Linked DNA regions of Triticum aestivum: region 1 is linked to region 2. The links are chromatin contacts, called in public Hi-C maps. All regions are on one chromosome and are shown on one strand. Each heading gives the region's core, a stretch centred on a gene start, on an enhancer-like site or on the middle of the called end of the contact. The rest is flanking DNA. Distances are from core to core; before and after follow the strand shown.

Region 1 (5,405 bases), core at 1,881-4,380, 200 kb after region 2:
GGGCATTCGCCCCCATGGTCATGCATGTAGATTCGCCTGGTTGCCAACCATCGTCGTCCCTAGGGCAACGCAGGTGTCGGCCATTGCGCAGCAGGTGAAGCTAATCACGGCCCCATCTCACTCACCCGAAGCCACCGCCGACTCCCTGAGCTCTGACGCGTGCTGCTCCATTGGACACGCTTGTCCAGTACTCATGTGTGGACGACGTCGTCCAAAGATATCCTACCTTCATCGGACGCTGGAACTCCCCACGCCTCGGTGCGTGGAGGCCGCCGTCTCAAAACTGGACGACTGATTCACCTACGTCGACAACGCCGCCCAGCTGGTAAGAGGACACGGTCGCCGCGGCCGCTCGCATGGATGAATGACGGAGACGCTCGCCTTCACGCGAACGCGCCGCACGCACGCACTAATCAGTTAAGTACCGAGTGTTGTTTTTTTACTGTCATCCCTACCTCGCCGGTGGTGACACATCTAGAAGTACAGGAACTAGAGATGAGGCAATGAGAAACAGAGGCGCGCTCGAGACCACACATTTGGGTTTCAGGCAACCAATGCCTTCTTTCTTTCTTTATTTTTTCACTGATTTTCGCGTATCTGCAATAGACATCCCTATTTTTTCAAGTACTGACTACCGGTTATTACCTTGCCAACTCACGACTACGCAGTGAACTCATAGACAAATTCGCTGAATCAAGACCTTACTTGCAGTCATGAAATTACGTTTCACTGAAAAAACCCCGAGAAGTTTGCATAAGTTTTAGTAAAAAAAACTAAAGTTCGCATAAGTTTTACTAAAAAAACCTGAAGTTTGCATAAGTGTATGTGTTTTTCCAGCAGATACATGGCAATTGTAATTTTACATGAGCATTTTCATACCATCCTTATCTACAGTTGAGTTAACATGTTTTCCTGATAGAAAACTTGGACCACATACAAGAGAAGCAAAAAATGCATGTTGATTATGATGATGACGAATGTAGGATATGTTGTGGTCATGGTAAATTCTGATATCATTTATTTTATTTCATTATTGCACTCTACATTACATACTACGCACGACCACTTTGGTAGAGGTGACGAGTTCACATCATATTGAGAGACCAACCATGTTTCTCCGAATATCTTGAATCATGATTCTTATGACTTCATCTCTACTACTTATAAGAAGTATATTTTTTCATTTGACTATTTCCTGACTTGAGAGGTAAGGTATGTTTTATCCACTAGAGTTGCTAAAATTGAAAGCATGTTTGCAGTTTTTTATTTCTAAACCGGCATTTATTGGCCTTTTTTTCGCCACCGTTATTCTTACAGGTGGTAGCCTACGCATGTTGAAGACCGTTTCCAAATTATTTATCTTCGTATCATTATTACTACAAACTGAGAGGATATTTGTTATATTGTCAAAATTTTAGAATGTTGAGCCCTTAAAAAAATGTGTAGTACTCAAGTAACTGTTCCAAGTTGTCATATTAATGTTTTTGTCCAGTGGATAACAAGTATAATTATGCAATTTATCACTGTAATTTTTATTTGGTTTACATGTTCAATTTTCATAATAAAGTAAGTCACTTTTCTTACTTCCAGTCATTACGACACTTGTGTGCAATAGTAGAATCGGATGGTCCAACTAGCATTTTTTTGCCTTGTTTCACAGCTGATTCTATGCAGTCAAGACATCTCTACACTTCTCTATCTGACAATGGCTTCCTCTTTTCAACAAACCATAGAGATCTCTTCCCACTATTGTGGTTGACACTCCATTGTAATAATAATTCTTGACTGGAGTTTGTTGGCACTGAAACGGTTCCTTAGCTTGTCCTAAGTGACATTTTCATATGTGATTATACTTGCATAAATGTGTGCATATGAAGAATCATGATGAATCTTTTAAATAATTTGGAGTTTTATACATTGGGAACACTGGGTGGTCTTTTAATACAGGAGACATGTTGATTAAGGAAAAACGATATTTCAAATTATTTGTATGAGTTGGCAATAAGAGATTGTGTATTTTATAGAGAAATTTCAATTTTATGAATAAATTATCTTATATTAAATTTAGTATACTGTGTTAATCCAAATAGGCGTGTGTTGCACGTGCACACTTATTAGTTCAAATAAACGTGTGTTGCACGTGCACACTTACTAGTAATAATAAAGAAATCAACAAGAAAAAAAATCCGGCCAAGAAACCTTCTAGAATGTTCCCATAACCAGGTTTTGTAGTCACGTGTCCTAGCTAAAATGGGCTAGCCCATTTATCCATCCGCTTCCTCTCCCCTATGTGTTTTAGCGATTCTCTGCCGCAGCGAGCGGCAAATAGGGATAAACCTTCATAGAATAATGCTATTTCTTCCTTCCCGCATTTTGGATCTGCATGGCGCCCTCTCTGGAGGATCCTATTTAGCTCCTCGCCCGCGAAATAATGTTCACAATCTAATTTAAAAACACTAATTTACAGACTGGGAAAACCACCCGGTTTTCTATCCATTTCCATGCACGATTCTACAAATTTTATTGCTTTTTCCCCTTTGTTCTTCCTACCGGTTTCCTTTTGTTTGCACCTTTTATTTCTTCTTTTGTTCCATTTTTGTTTCGTTTTTATCTATCTTTCATTTTCCTTCTTCGTCTTTCCTTTTTATTTTTTAAAATTCATATACATATTTTAAAATCATTAAAAAATAAAGTTATGATATTTTCTACAACTCATCACTATTTTTAAAATATGTTAACACTTTTTCAAATTCATGTCATTTTTCGAAAATTTTAATAATTTTTTAAAGTCATGAAGTTTTCTAAAATTCCGTGAAAAATTATGTTTAACTCATGAACATCTTTTACAAGAAACTGCAAACATTTTATAAATTCTTGAATTTTTTTTAACTCATGGCGATTTTTATATCCTTGCCTCCTAGAACATTTCTTGGAATTAATGATTTTTTAATACATCAGCAACCAGTAACTGTTATTTGACTTGAGCCAAAATCCGTCAATTGTTACTATTAGTGATTTCCTTTTTTTCTGTGGGTTATTAGTCATTTTCTAAGAGGAGCGAAAGGCAAGCGCTATATGGGTCTTGTCTGGCCCATGCACTTGATATAATGAGCATGCAGCTCTTTTGCGGTGTTTCCTAAGTGGCGGCCCAAGCATCATTTCCTTCATTATTGGGCCGACCATTTTTTTACGTTGGGCCGACCGTTTTTTTGTGTTTGTAAACTGAAAAAAAATGTGTGAGAAATGGGCTTCAAACCCACGACGAGCTAGTTCAGTGACCCAAGCGATAGCCACCCGAACACATCATTTTCCTTTCTTTCATTTTTTTCTTGTTTTATTTTGTTTTCTTTTTTCGGTGTCCTCTTGTCTTTCTTTTTTCAAATTCCAGAACTTTTTCTTCAAATAGATTTTTTTAAATCCATGAACTTTTTTCCAAACTCGTGAACTTTATTTCCAACTTGATGAATTGTTTTCCAAATTGGTGAACTTTTTTCAAAATTGATGAACTTGTTCCAAATTTTGTTAGGAGCCCCTGTAGCCCATACGTGTACCTGGGCTTCACATGGGCCAGGCCCGGCTGTGCACCACCGATGTTGGCTACAAATACACGAAGGGAGAGCAGCAACCGAACCATCCAGGTTGGATCAGGCAAACAGCACGGCGGCTCCTTCTCCTACCTCTGGCTCTCTCCTCTGTTCCTCTTTCTACTGCACTGTAACTCCATTAGCCACCTCGTAGCTCTGTAATCTTCGTCTGTGATTGAATATCAATTGGGTTGCTAACATCTGGTATCAGAGCCTCCTCACCACCCTTCCGAAATTCGTCCAAAATTCTGCCCAAATTTTTCCCACCTTTACCTCCCCTCCACCACCATGGATCCTTCCTTGAAGGATTATCTGGACAAACTCCACGCGGAGACTAAGGCGCAGACGAACGACATCATCAGGCTGCTCCACGAACAGGAGGCCTTCTTCTGCAAGTTCCAGTCCACTTCCAAGTCAGCGCGCTCCACGGCCGCGCCCTCTAATGGCGACCTCTCCATCGACACCACCATCCATGAGGCCTTCCCCGACACCTTCTCCGCCACCACCCATGCCCAGGAGCCCCCCGCGGTCGCCCGTGATGCAGCCCCGATCTGCATCGCGACGGCGCCCGTCACCTGTTCGACGGAGTGCTCGACCCAAGTTGATGCCATCGTCAGGGTCGACGAGGCCCATGAAGCCGCCACCACCGTCCGCCTCGAGCCCGTGGTCAACCTCATCCACCAAGAGGTCGAGCAGCTCGCACCTGTGCAGGCAACAACCTCCATCCGCACCGCCACTCCCTCTACTGTCGAGGTCGTTCCTCCCATGGCGGCCATCACCGGTGTCGACCCCAAGGTCAGCTTGCAGGAGCAGGATGACTCACCACTGCCCTCCATCAACACCTCGACCCCAGCAGCGAGTGAGATGGACCACATCATGGTCTTTATCGTCTCCAGCAGCCTTACTGCACTGGCGTCGACCAAGTGCTCGACTGAATACCCCGTCCACGTTGGCAACTTGGTGAAGCCCCTGTTCGCGCTGAGTATGCTCTATGCAACCTATGCACCATCCAACTTAACTCACCTTGATCATCCAGAACCCCTGCGGCACCTGTCACTGATTGCACAAGCAGAATATGGCACTCACCTTATGGACAAGAGCAAAAATTGGGGCCTGCCACCAGTGTGGCAGGGGATCGAGCAACCATGGCCGCCACCTTTGCGAGTGTGTATCGGATATATGGGACACCTATTCAGGCCAAGGCCGTGGCCGTCGCTCAGATATCATTCAGATGCATGCTATCCTGAGGAGCAATCTTCAGGTATAAGTAGTCATGCACATGAAGTCTCCTGGTTCCTTCCTTGGCTAGTTCTGTTGCTATTCAGAAATGTGGTTTTCCTTCAAGTTTCTTGTTGTGAGATGATTCCGATGGAAGAGGCTGTCAGTTTCCAATCTGTTGAGATTTTGCAACATATACCGGATGACCCAAGGTTGCTCCTGTGGTCACCAACTAGTGCAGAGAGTTTAGGCAAGATAGTGGTGCAGGAAATACCTTGCAATGGAATATTGCATACTTTTCCCGGCAACGGCAGAGCGGTACAGGGTTATGATGGAACCAAGCTCCGACCAAGACCATGGCCACTATTCGAGATCAATCAGGAGACCATCCAGTTGAAGCTACAACAAAAATTATTCCCAGGTAATTGCCAAGCAGCACATGTGGTGTTCGAGCAATACCTATGTGGTCGGCTTTATCTAAAGGTAATGAGCATGTCAGTGTGTGAGCAATTTTTGAATCACATCGAAATTCGAGGGAGTGGCCATTTCTCTACAAAATGCAGTTCTCTTTGGGATCTTCTATCGATTTTGATCGTTCGGCCT
Region 2 (5,634 bases), core at 1,924-4,423:
TGCAATCTAGTATGAAAATGCAGCATGTAGATTCCGGTACTTTTCGTCTTAATGAAATTGAGGCTGACCCCCTTTCTTAGCACAACGATAAAATAAGGACTAAGAGCAACTCTATCAGACCCGCAAAAGCCGCGAACCCGCAAAATTTCGGCGAGTATGCGGGTTGGGTCCAATTTTTTGACAAAAAACAGAGCCCGCATACTTGCCTGGTCCGTAAAAAAATTTACTGATGTCCGTAAACCGCACGCCCCGACCAATATATCTACGGTTTGCGGGTCGAAACCCTATCCCCCGTCGCCGCCGGGCCACGCAATTCCCCACCCCTCTTCTCGACATTTCTCGCTGCCGGCGACCCCCTTCCGCCTCCAGCCGCCATGTGGGGCCGCATGTGGAGCTCCGGACGTGGCTCCGACAGCAGATCCGGCGGCGGCGGCGACCCCGAGCGCGGGCGGCGTGTCTGGTCGGACGACACGAGGAAGCGCGGGGCGTGGAAGTGGACCAACCGCGGCCTCTCGCCGCCGCCGAGCCACGCAATTTCCCACCCCTGTTCTCCACATTTCTTGCCGCCGGCGACCCCCTTCCGCCTCCAGCCGCCATATGGGGCCGCATGTGGAGCTCCGGACGCGGCTCCGATAGCATATCCGACGGCGGCAGCGACCCCGAGCGCGGGCGGCGCGTCTGGTCGAACGACGCGAGGAAGCGTGGGGCGAGGAAGTGGACCAACCGCAGCCTCTCGCCGCTGCCGAGCCACGCAATTCCCCACCCTATTCTCCACATTTCTCGCCGCCGGCGACCCCGTTCCGCCTCCAGCCGCCATGTGGAGCCGCATGTGGAACTCCGGACGCGGCTCCAACAGCAGATCCGGCGACGGCAGCGCGGGCGGCGCGTCTGATCGGACGGCGCGAGGAAGCGCGGGGCGAGGAAGTGGACCAACCGCGGCCTCTCGCCGCCGCCGAGCTTCCGCGTCTGCGAGACGGACGAGTACGACCGTCGGCACGGCCGTACCCCGTCTTCTGTCGCGTCCTTCTCCTCCGCGGCGAGATCTTCCTACGCTAGGAGCTCCTCCTCTTCTGGCGCGGGCCTTCTCCCCGTGAAGAGGGAGTGGTCGGAGGAGCCAGAGGACTTCGAGTTCGTCCCCGTCAAGGAGGAGCCCGAGGAGCTCGACCGTCGCAGAGTCGTCGGGCCGGAGGACTTCGTCGCCACGTCGACGCGGTTGCGGCCGCCATTGTCGAGCGGAGCGTGCGCGAGGAGGCGGAGCGCCGGCGCCACCACGAGGAGCTCGAAGACCTCCAGTTCTGGCAGGCGGTTGCGGCCAACCTCGCCGCCAAGGAGAAGGACGACAAGTGGCGGCGCATCCGCGAGGAGCAGAGGGCGAAGTACATCGACCTCGGCAGCTCCGGCGAGGAGGATTGAGCTCCTCCACGGCGTCGTCCATGGCCGCGAGCTCGCCACCGTGAGATCCCCACCCCTGTAGTACTAGTACTGATGTAGTATGTAGTATGAACTAGCGTTTGTAGTGTTTGATCATGTAAATATATGTAGTATGTGATGAACTACTCGCGTCCACGAGGTGCAATTTCTTCCATGAAACTGTTTTTTCAAATTATGCTGTTTTATTTATGGTTTCTGTTCGGCCGCGCTAGTTCTCGACCCGTAAATGAGATCTTCGTGAAACTGTAAACATATTTCGCGGGTCGAGATTTTGTGGGGTCTGTTAGAGTTACTCTAATAAAGTTGAGGAGAGGAGGACAAGGGGCGGCATCAAGTTGGAGGACGATGCCCTTGCTGCGAGACTGACCTGACCTGGGAGCGCCCATTCGCCCGTGTCTGACCTTTGAGCTCTGATTCCTATCGCCAGCCAAATTCATGTCATGTAATTCAGGGATGCCTAATCATTGAGCCCCAAAATGGCTTTTTCCTGAACTGTTCAACAGTTCAGTCAACCAAAAAACAAGATAGTGTGATGTGGAAAAGGTTATCGGTTCAGCTCTACATGTCTATTCATGTGCTAGCAGTTGTAGACAGGAGGTGAACCGTGTTAAAATGTACTCCACCGTTCCTAAATATAAGTCTTTTTAGAAATTCTAATATAAACTACATACGAAGCAAAATGACTGAATCTACACTTTAAAATGCGTCTATGCATATTTGTATGTAGCTCATATTAAAATTTCTAAAAAGACTTGTATTCAGAAACGGATGGAGTAAAGTACTAGTAACATCTAGCAAGCCCTTATCCTCCTGGATTTGCATGTCTGTATGTGCCTTGATATCTTCCTTGTGTACAGAGAGCTTAGCTGCTCCAAGGTAAGCACTTGCACAAGTTAATCGGGTCTGCATAGCAACAAAATGTGGTCCCAAAAGCGAATGCCCTTTTCTCTTTTTCTTCTGCATTTGTTTTATTGACATTGAAGCATGATAGCAACTAAAAACACACAAAAAACCCTAGAAAGGACAAGATGTGCATTTTCAGATCTACTCCGTCAGGGATATAACTGTGAGTGTGATCTCGTTGTGTCCCTCTTTTTTTTTCAAGAAGGAGTGTAAGCCCCCAACCTCTTTTTTCTTTTTGTGAAACTGATGGAGCTTTATTTCAAATTCATAGGATTACAATCGAGCGACAGTATATCCTCACAACATGTAGGGCCTCTGTTCATCCATACCGTAGTACCCCTGGCCTCTGCATCATCTTGTTTTCCTCTTTAAATTCATGGCGGTCTATTTTTTGTAGCAACAACATGCTTAGACCGTTTTTTCTTTTGAGCGGAACGTGCTTAGACTGTTGGCTGTGCTAAAAAGAAGTTTCAATTTTTTTTCCGCGTGAAGATTTGAACTTCTTTTACCGAAAAAAGAGAGGCAGAGTACGGATAGATAACAACGTACAGAGACTTCATTCCTACTGCGTTCATATGCACCAGGACCGAAAGGGATGCAATCCAATGCATCTACCAATGTGTACTCTCATGATTCCTCAGATCATATCAGAGATCAGGGTAGCTGGGTAGGTCAGCATAGACCCCCCTGACTCCATCCTCCAAAGTCAAAATCCCCGTCGCCCAAGGAACAAGGCCTCTTCACCTCACCGCAAATCTCTATACCCAACACGCATTACTGGCACAGTGGCACCGCCCACTCAGCTGCCTTCCTGGCCGATATATAAACACCTCTCTGCGTGCCGGTATGCAGTTGCAATATATCTGACCAAGAGAGAGCCCATCCCCGAGATATTGGCCTGGCCCCGTGACCTACCTTGCCTAACTCTCACGGTCTCACCGCCCCCTCCATCTCTCTCTCGCGTGCCGGGGTCGAAGCTGCGTGCACAGATCGTGCCATGAAGGTGCAGTGCGACGTGTGCGAGGCCGAGGCGGCCTCCGTCTTCTGCTGCGCCGACGAGGCCGCGCTGTGCGACGCGTGCGACCGCCGCGTCCACCGCGCCAACAAGCTCGCCGGCAAGCACCGCCGCCTGTCCCTCCTCCACCCGTCGCCGTCCTCGCCCTCCTCGTCGCCTTCGTCGAAGCCGCCTCTCTGCGACATCTGCCAGGTGGGATATACAAATCAAGAACGTTTTTAGAGAGTTGTGCCATTTGTGTTGCTACAGCGAGAGCTGATGCTATCTCGTTGTGGGCTGCAGGAGAAGAGGGGGCTCCTGTTCTGCAAGGAGGACAGGGCGATCCTGTGCCGGGAGTGCGACGTCCAGGTGCACACGGTCAGCGAGCTGACGAGGCGGCACGGCCGGTTCCTGCTCACCGGCGTGCGCGTCTCGTCGGCGCCGGCGGAGTCCCCCGCGCCGTCGGGTCAGGAGGAGGAGGAAGGGAACAGCACCAGCCCCTGCAACGCCGACTCCTGCAGCGGCGACGCCAGCGCCAGCGCGAGCGCGAGCGACGGCAGCAGCATCTCCGAGTACCTGACCAAGACGCTGCCCGGGTGGCACGTCGAGGACTTCCTCCTGGACGACGCCGCCGTCGCCGTCTCCTCGAACAAGCCGTATCAGGTCAGTTCCAGACTTCCAGCCCACTGCAAATACTACTAGGTGTACTTTTATCAGGCAATCAGAGACAACTTGCGAGCACCATGAAACATGCATGATAGCTCCCAATGCTTTTGAGCTCGCAATCATCTTCTAGATAGTTCATCTGCTCTGCTCTAACCAGTAGCCACGCCCCGCTCCCAACACTATTGAGCTCGCAATCATTAAGGCAGTTTGTTGCCATGCTCGCAACTAGCAGTGAGAAAAATCCGAAGCGGCTGACCAGGGTGTCAGGATAATGTCTAGTGGAGAGTGGAGAGCATCAGGATATGATGCTCTAACGCAAAATGGCCATGGGAATATCTACTCGCTCCTGCCACTTTTGGCATTCCGGATTTAACTGTACAAACAAAACAGGCTCGGTTTTTTTTTCTTGCTTGGACTAATTTAGCAACTTGGGCGTCTCCTCAGCAGGTAGGGCTGGCTCGGGTCGGTGGGCCGCAAGAAGGGTACCCGGCGTGGGCGGGCCAGGAGCAGCTGATCGGTGGAGTCGTTGTCGCCGCGGGTGAGCGGGCCAGCCGCGAGCTGTGGGTACCGCAGATGCACGCGGGGGCGGCGTGGGCCGGCAGCAAGCGACCTCGGCCGTCGTCGTCTCTCGGCTCCTCCTCCTACTGGTGAAAACGTGCGCTTTGCAGTACAGTACTAGTACTAGTAGCGGATAAAATCAGATAAGATCATAAAATGACCTGGACCATGAATTTTTGTTTCATCTGTAGTTGCTCACTTTGAAATCTACTGCCATTTTTTTACTGTGTCATGGATGCCGTCGCTTCTGAGTCTTTGGTGGGAACACTGGATCACTGGACTGTTTGAGCTTTGAAGTGCTCTGCGCCTTTGTTTTTTCGGAACGATTCCTGCTCATTTCTGAGGGTGTCAGCTGTACTGTACATGCCCGTTTACAGTTGCGCGTCTTCCGTGCTGTAAATCGAAGTGTATACGCCTAGACTATCAGCCGGACGTATCCGCCTCCCTAAACGCTGGACAGGCCCTGTCGGACAGTCACACTCTTCAAATCTAAACTCTTAAATCCATATGATCCATGCATGCAGATCATATAACACAAATTCAACAATTAACAATGCAACAAAGCAAAATAAATCACAGTTCAACATTCCGGACAATACCAAAATAAATTCAAGTCCGGGTCATGACTGGCCAGTGTGATAGATCACTCGTCGGACGCCATCCGTTCCGCTTCCGTCGTCTCGACCCCTCTATGTATGTTGATCTCCTTCTTTCCCTCAAGCCACTTCTTGACTTCCGCGGTTTTCGTCCGCCAACATTATCCTCGTGCATGGACGACGTCGAGGCAACATCCGTCGCGGCGATGGGCAACGGGGTACCGAGCGACGAAATCTAGGGCGGCGGATGGGGTGGCGGCTCGGATGGGGGAGCAACGGTGGAGGATATCGAGGACTAAGACGTGGGAAATGGAGGACGGATGCGAGAGGAGGGCGGTGGATTTGATGGACTTGGTCAATTTGGTGAAATTTTGTGGTGAGTCCTGTCTGTCAAATCGAACATGGCAAGCCTCCTCATATCCACCCTAGATTTGGGCAGGATATGAGGGGTGCCGGTCAAGCCGGACGTATAGGGCTGATTTGAGG

Evidence for each region. Hi-C and Micro-C count contacts between places; a contact is called where the count stands out from the background.
Region 1: a Hi-C map of an unstated tissue shows a contact between it and region 2, with 8 times the contacts expected there. The contact joins the enhancer-like site here to the promoter of LOC123185783 in region 2. A contact is called at or near these places in 3 of 5 Hi-C or Micro-C datasets (leaf and an unstated tissue).

The regions. Positions count from the first base shown.
Region 1 is chr2A:639,666,226-639,671,630 of IWGSC CS RefSeq v2.1, forward strand. No RefSeq gene overlaps it. Among protein-coding and RNA genes, the nearest start is that of LOC123185784, 8.9 kb to the right of the region's middle. Within about 2 kb of position 3,131, at least 6 of the 8 cell types and tissues checked have an H3K27ac peak or open chromatin away from gene starts, as enhancers often do.
Region 2 is chr2A:639,466,739-639,472,372 of IWGSC CS RefSeq v2.1, forward strand. It overlaps LOC123185783 (B-box zinc finger protein 20), which reads left to right and starts at 3,174. Exons shown (of 3, transcript XM_044597607.1): 1 at 3,174-3,541; 2 at 3,632-3,991; 3 at 4,442-4,776. The coding sequence starts at 3,332. The coding sequence ends at 4,645.